Regions from separate parts of the Mus musculus genome. Here region 2 is linked to region 1. Evidence: chromatin contacts called from public Hi-C data. All regions are on one chromosome and are shown on one strand. The core of a region is the stretch at or near the end of the contact, and the rest is flanking DNA. Distances in the headings are between cores, read along the strand shown.

The links. Hi-C and Micro-C count contacts between places; a contact is called where the count stands out from the background.
Region 2: a Hi-C map of embryonic stem cells shows a contact between it and region 1, with 3 times the contacts expected there. The contact joins the enhancer-like site here to the promoter of Fbxo40 in region 1. A contact is called at or near these places in 1 of 39 promoter capture datasets (pre-B cells), 2 of 484 Hi-C or Micro-C datasets (embryonic stem cells and pre-megakaryocyte-erythroid progenitors) and 1 of 115 datasets of contacts at active chromatin or transcription factors (microglia).

The regions. Positions count from the first base shown.
Region 1 is chr16:36,988,989-36,992,107 of GRCm38.p6, reverse strand. It overlaps Fbxo40 (F-box protein 40), which reads left to right and starts at 1,641. Exons shown (of 4, transcript NM_001358217.1): 1 at 1,641-2,004.
Region 2 is chr16:36,648,204-36,651,322 of GRCm38.p6, reverse strand. All of the region lies in intron 1 of Cd86 (CD86 antigen), which reads left to right. Among named protein-coding and RNA genes, the nearest start is that of Cd86, 16 kb to the left of the region's middle. Within about 2 kb of position 1,527, at least 4 of the 459 cell types and tissues checked have an H3K27ac peak or open chromatin away from gene starts, as enhancers often do. A contact at or near this core is called in embryonic stem cells, where this site is marked.

The DNA of each region.
Region 1 (3,119 bases), core at 392-2,891:
GAGGGTAGACATGGGAGGAAGAGGCAGGAGAAGAGCAAATGTGATCAAAATACACCGTACGAATTCTCAAAGAGTTAAAATATCACACACACACACACACACACACACACACTCACACACACACACACACACACACACACTCTTTCCAAGCACATGCTAAAGCATAACAGGATTAACTAAATGGATGCCACATCAGATAGCCAGCCCTCCTTCCTCATAGACAGCAAAGTTTAAACAAACCATCACTTGCTCCTCCACTTAGAAATGAAAATCAATTGAGGACAAGCTGGGGATGGTAATGCAGTTCTTGGCCGCTGAGGGCCAGGGCCTGGGTTCAGACCCCAGCATCACACATGGAGAAACAATCAAGGAAGAAACTCTCATTTGAATAAATAAGAAATAAACCCTTTCCTCTCCAAGTTGCTTTTGGTCATGGTGTTCCATCATGGCAATAGTAACAAAGCTATGCACCAGACCAAATGAGGCTTAGCCAAAAATGGAAGTTTGGTTCAATACAGAAACACCAATCAATGCAATACAAGAGCTACAGAGAGACCATCTGGTAAAAGTCCGCAGCCTTTCATGATGAGAACAGACACTAAACTAGACACTAACTACTAATTCCCTGCCTCCACCTGCCAAAAGCTGCCTGAGAGATTCACAGGGTACTTGTATTCATTCACTAAAAACTCCACAGGTGACTTATCAACTTACCAATGAAGGAGGGGCTGTCCAGGACAAGTCAGGACAGCCCCTGTTGCTGCCCCTGTTCAACACAGTGCAGGACATTCCAGGCCAGGCACAGGGGGAAGGAAGAAAAGAAAAGGCAGCCAGTCTGGAAAGGAAGTGACTGAGACATCATCTACAACCTAAGGAATCTGCAAGAAAACTTTGTTACAAAGACAGTGAAGTGCTGCAACACAAGATGGATACAATGTTATCATTTCTATTGTCTGGCTTTTCACCCAGATGAGCTTGCCCACATAAACAAATGTGCATGAGAGAACGGGGTGGAGGGAATTTCAGAGACGGCTTGCTCATCACAGCAGAACATATAAACTCATCTCTTTACTCTGAAGATCCACCCACATTCAAAAGGGAGCCACACTGAGCAGTTTGATGCACTAGATAATATTCACGTTATTTTTTTTTTCAAAGAAGAGGTTGAAAGAACTATCTTGAAAAGGATCCGACGAAGAATCCCAGACTTTGAGAAGTCTTTCTTCTAGCTCTGAGCCTTGTGGTGATGGATGTAATAGTTCACCTTCCCTGATCCTGTGTCTTTTCACATGTAAAAAGGAACTTGTACTAAATGATAGCCAAGCCTCCTACCACTTCTACTTCTGTTCCTTGGACTTGCTAACTGACTGTTTCTGAATGACAAACTCTCCCTTTCTCTGCCACCTGGGAAAGGCCAGGGCCAGAGGAAAGCAGATGCTAACCTGTCCTGAGAAGAAACGGGAGAAGCAGAAGCATGGAACTGTGTCCCTTGCACAACTTGCTACTTCAGCCAGTGAGGGGCTTGGGTGGAACACAGGGTTATAATTAGAGCAAGAGGCCAGCTGCTTCTCCCCCAGCTCCTGGACACAGCTGGACCTGCCCACGGCACACACAGGACTCAGGCTGTGTTGGCCTTGCTCTGACCCTTCTTGCAAAGGCTTTCCTCCCTCCTCTGTGAAACAAAGTCCGGGGTTGCTCTAAGCGCTACTTTCCCATGGGCTCTCCTCTGCCCCTCCAGCACTTAGACATTGAGTGTTGATAACCTACAGAGACGAAAGAGGTCGTAAGCTGAGCCCGGTCACATTGCCCTGTGATATAGTTTTATTTTTAACTTTGAAACGCTTGAACTATGTCAGTTGGCGTTTTCTCCCTTTCGCTTGCCTTTCCAACAGAACTTGGGTGCTCTGCTGCAGCGGAAGCACCGGCACCCACCTCCTCCAGACCTGCTTGATCAACGGCAAAGGGCTGGTAGCTGCGGATGCTGAGCCAGCTTGTACCGTTTAGGTAAGATTTTTTCAAACACCGGCAGGTGTGACCCAGGTTATTTAGATGATAAATGGGTGGACCGGACCGAGGCTTACTGTGCATTTCCTTTGTACCGTGGAAGGTAGGTTATTAAACTTTGTTACATGTGGGTGATGGGGGAAAGGTTGGTAATGGAAAGCCCTGGCCATGTGTAAGGTGTTTTGGATTTTAAATCCTACAGCAGTTTGCAATGTCAGCAGCCTTCTGCCGGTTTAGGTTTTCTACTACAGTCAACCAGAGCGATTCAGTGCTACCTTAGTCACACAGTGGTGACAGGGGAGGGCAGTGTGTGGTAAGGGAAAAAGTAGACACCCAGGGTTAGTCCAAACGCTGCAATGCTGTTCTCCAACCACCTCTGTGGCTTTAATTGCAAGTCATGGTCACAAGGCTTAAATTCCATCTACTGAGCCACATCGCGGTCTAATGTACCACAGCGGTACTTCAACAGCACTGGCTGCTCAAACTCTGCCTGCAACCTGAAACTCAGTTTTGCCTAACAAAACTGCTTCAGGGCAATTCCTTCCCGCCCATTTCTCTTGGGGGTGTGTGGGGGGGGGGCGGGGGGAAGCAGCCATGAAAGTGAAAACTGAAAATCATACACAGACTTAGGCACCCGAACTCAAAACTGTGACCAGCTTGAGGCGAGTACACCCAGAGCAGCAGAAGTGAAGTGATGAAAGATATTCATGGTTTTAAAAGCTTAAGAGGCAGATGGACTACTCCTAGCTCCTGGAATATCTGCATCTCAGCCTTCCTAATGCTGTGACCCTTTAACACAGTTCCTCATGTTGTGGTGACCCCCCCCCCCCATAAAATTATTTCATTGCTACTTTGTAACTGTAATTTTGCTACTGTTGTGAACCATAATGTAAATACCTGATATGCAGAATATCCTTTATGTGACCCCCCACACTCCACCAGTTAAGAACCTCTGCTATATATTGTTATGTGCATGAAAAACGTTAGCAACAGTAATGGGCCCTGTTTATTTCCTTATGTTTCTCTAGTTTAGAGTTCAGCTGAGGTCATCCTGGGAAGTGGCCCACACGGAAAGGGATCTGTGGTGTTCGGGTTCGAGCCATCAATGCTGAGTC
Region 2 (3,119 bases), core at 278-2,777, 340 kb after region 1:
TTGTTTCTGATTGTTTTCAGTCTAAAGAGAGCTTAAAGGGAAGCCCTCTTCAGAAGTGAGGCTCAGGATGAGTGACTGTGGATTTCATCAAGATCTCTTCTAAGTAGCATCATCCAATGGAATCTTCTAAGAAGATAGAAGAGTGTGAAGGGAGTAGAAAGGAGCTGCAAAAGTTTTCATGAATTAATTAACTAACTAACTAATAACTAACTAATTAATTAAAAACCACCTCAGTGGTCCTGCACCACTAACTTGAAAACTAAATCCAGGTGTGTGAATGCACATACAAAGGGTTCACCAATGTCCCGCTCATTGCTTCTGGCTTTAAAGATGTCATGCAGAAGTGAGCTTTAGGATCTTCAGAGGTCCTTCTCCCACCCCTGTGGTGAAATAGAAGCTTAAAAAAATAGCTTTAAAAAATTTAGTCATTTATATAGTCTGTGTTCTATGTGCCCCGACCTATTTTATTTTACTTTACCATTCACATCTTATTTAGACCCCTGCCCAGATATTTTTGCATAAGGTACTTTCAAAAATCCTGGCTTCCTCAAATTTGAAATATACTGTCATTTCAAAAAATGTGTTACTTTTGTTATGCATGTTCTGCCCTCCTCTGTAAAGAAAAAACATGGACCGATGTCTTCCAGCAACTTTGACATTTAGAATATTACCTCATTCTGCGTTTTCTAAAAGAGGGTCTGAGGGAAATGGCAATTTCTCAGAATGGATAAGCCAAGAGGGCACTCGGTATGCAGAGCCTGAGTTTTCTTAGTCCCCAGGCATGTTCACAATCACCTGGTCAGACACCTGACCTTGCTGGATGGGGACAGGTTTCCTGCTTCAGCTCCAGGTCCCAAGAGGGCAGGGACTATTCTTCTCCAGCTCTCCTTGGGCCCAAGGCCAGATATCTCAAATGGTGTAATGACATCTTTGATGTCATGTATTGTTGGAAGACAGAAAACATTTCAGGAATACAAAGGAATAAAGAGAAATCAGGCCTGTGTGTGCCTCTGTGTGTCTCTAGAGTCTGCAGTTAACCCAAGGTCCTGAGTAGCTCCTTCCACGACATGTCTGGATGCCCAGTAAGGCAGGCAAGATAGGAAAAGTCCCTTGAATGTCTTCTTAGAATACCCTGGTTGGTCTCCAGTGTCCCTGGGGTGACTGGTGATCTCCCCATTACTCCCCACATGGTCCTTCTCAACCTTATCCTTGCTTCCCTGACCTATGGTCTGTCTTGTTTCCTATGAACCAGTGGGGTGCTTTACACACGCTTCCCAGGAGCCCCCATTCTATTCTGCTGTGTCTTCACCAGGCTGCAATCCTCCCTCCCTCAGACCCTGGATGTTGGGATCTCAGGCCTCATCTGCTGCAGCTATAGTCACTAGCCCGAGGTCCACCAGGCCAACCCTTCTCATATTCTCTGCTGCCTATAGCATTAATGTAACTACATCTCTGCAGACGCTCCAGCTCAGCCGCACCCTGCCTGGAGTATACACACCCCCACAGCAATTTTTATCTACTCAACCATGAGCTCCAGGTTTTAATATAAGTCCCCTCAGTAAAGTGAACGATGTCTTCAGTTCACCTAATTGTAGGCTGCTGTTAAAGTTTATAGGTTTTGAAGCTATCGTGTGTGGGGAAGAAAACAGAGTCTTTGCACTCAATTGAAAACTCCCTGCAAATACCCTAGGTGGCTTGCCTTTTCTGATTTCTCCCTTGAGAACATCCAGGTGAAGTATGTCCCTGGGTCTGGGTGGTAGGTATTAGGTTCAGAAACTGTTAGAATGCATCTGACAGACAATAGACATTGGTTTCCTAGACCGAATGATTAATGAGTGTAAATTTGCATCACAAGAAAGTGAATAAAGGACAGCTAAGGAAACAGAGAAGCCAGCATGGGGCTAGTGGGGCAGATCGGGAGGTGGTGGGGTGGGGAGTGCAGAAATCTGTTTGGAGCTTATGAAAAAGAGGGTCCCTTCCTATGTCAGTGACTTACTTGTACAACAAAAATAAAGGCTGAAAAAAAATACCGGGAAAGAAAAACGGAAACCTCAAATGCTTTTAACTATATAAGATGTGCTCATGGGATAGACAAAGAAAGCATCCTCTCTCAAAGAGAAATCTACCACATTTCTAATAGTGTACCTCTAGAGAGAGAAAGAAAGAGAGAGAGAGATGGAGAGGGAGAGGGGAGGGAGAAAGAGAGGGAGGGGGCAGGGAGAGAGCGAGGGAGAGGGAGAAAGATAGATACTTGGAACTTTTACTTTTCTTAAATGTATCTGACCCACAGAAAATGGTGGGTTTTTTTTTTCTTTCACTTACTTAAGGAATTGACATAGGTTTATGGTTCTGCACCAGAAATATGCATAAATTATCGAGAGCAGCTATAAATACAACATTGGAGATTTTTCTCAGAGAGGCTGTATGCATGGCATTTTGATGCCCTGAGTGGACCATGGGGAAGTGAGCCTTCGAATGCTAATTCACTTTCCCACCAGTGCAGGAGCTAAAATGTCACATTATTGATTTAGTCGCTTTGCCAGGAATCAGTATGTGTGGTTAGTGTGTGTGTGTCTTTAAATTAATAGCTTTTATTTTTAGAACAGTTTAGATTCTTTTTTTTCCTTAATTGAGCAGATAGTACAGAGAATTCCCACCTCGCTGTATCTACCAAGCACCCAGCTTCCTCTACTATTACCATCTTCAGTGGGTAGTATAGTTGTTAGGACCAATCAACAGGTGTTAAGACATTAGTATTGACCAAGCTCATGATTTAGAAGACTAAGTTTCTTTCTTATGCGTTACATGGGTTTATCAAATGTGTACTGCCATGACCGCCATTACCCTATCATACATGATGGTATGCACCATCTGTTTATTCCCCCACCTTTGTATCTTACGGTCTCCATGTGTTTTCTTTTTCATGATATCATGCTATTGGAACTGTATAGTATGTAGGCTGTTCAGATTGGCTTCTCTACTCAAGTTGCAAACATTTAAGTTTTCTCCATGTATTTCATATCCTGGTGGCTTCTTTCCTTTTATCATTAATCATTACATCATTGCATGGATGTATAAGTTGTCCGTGCACTTATTGAAGAGTATCTTTTTTTTTTCCA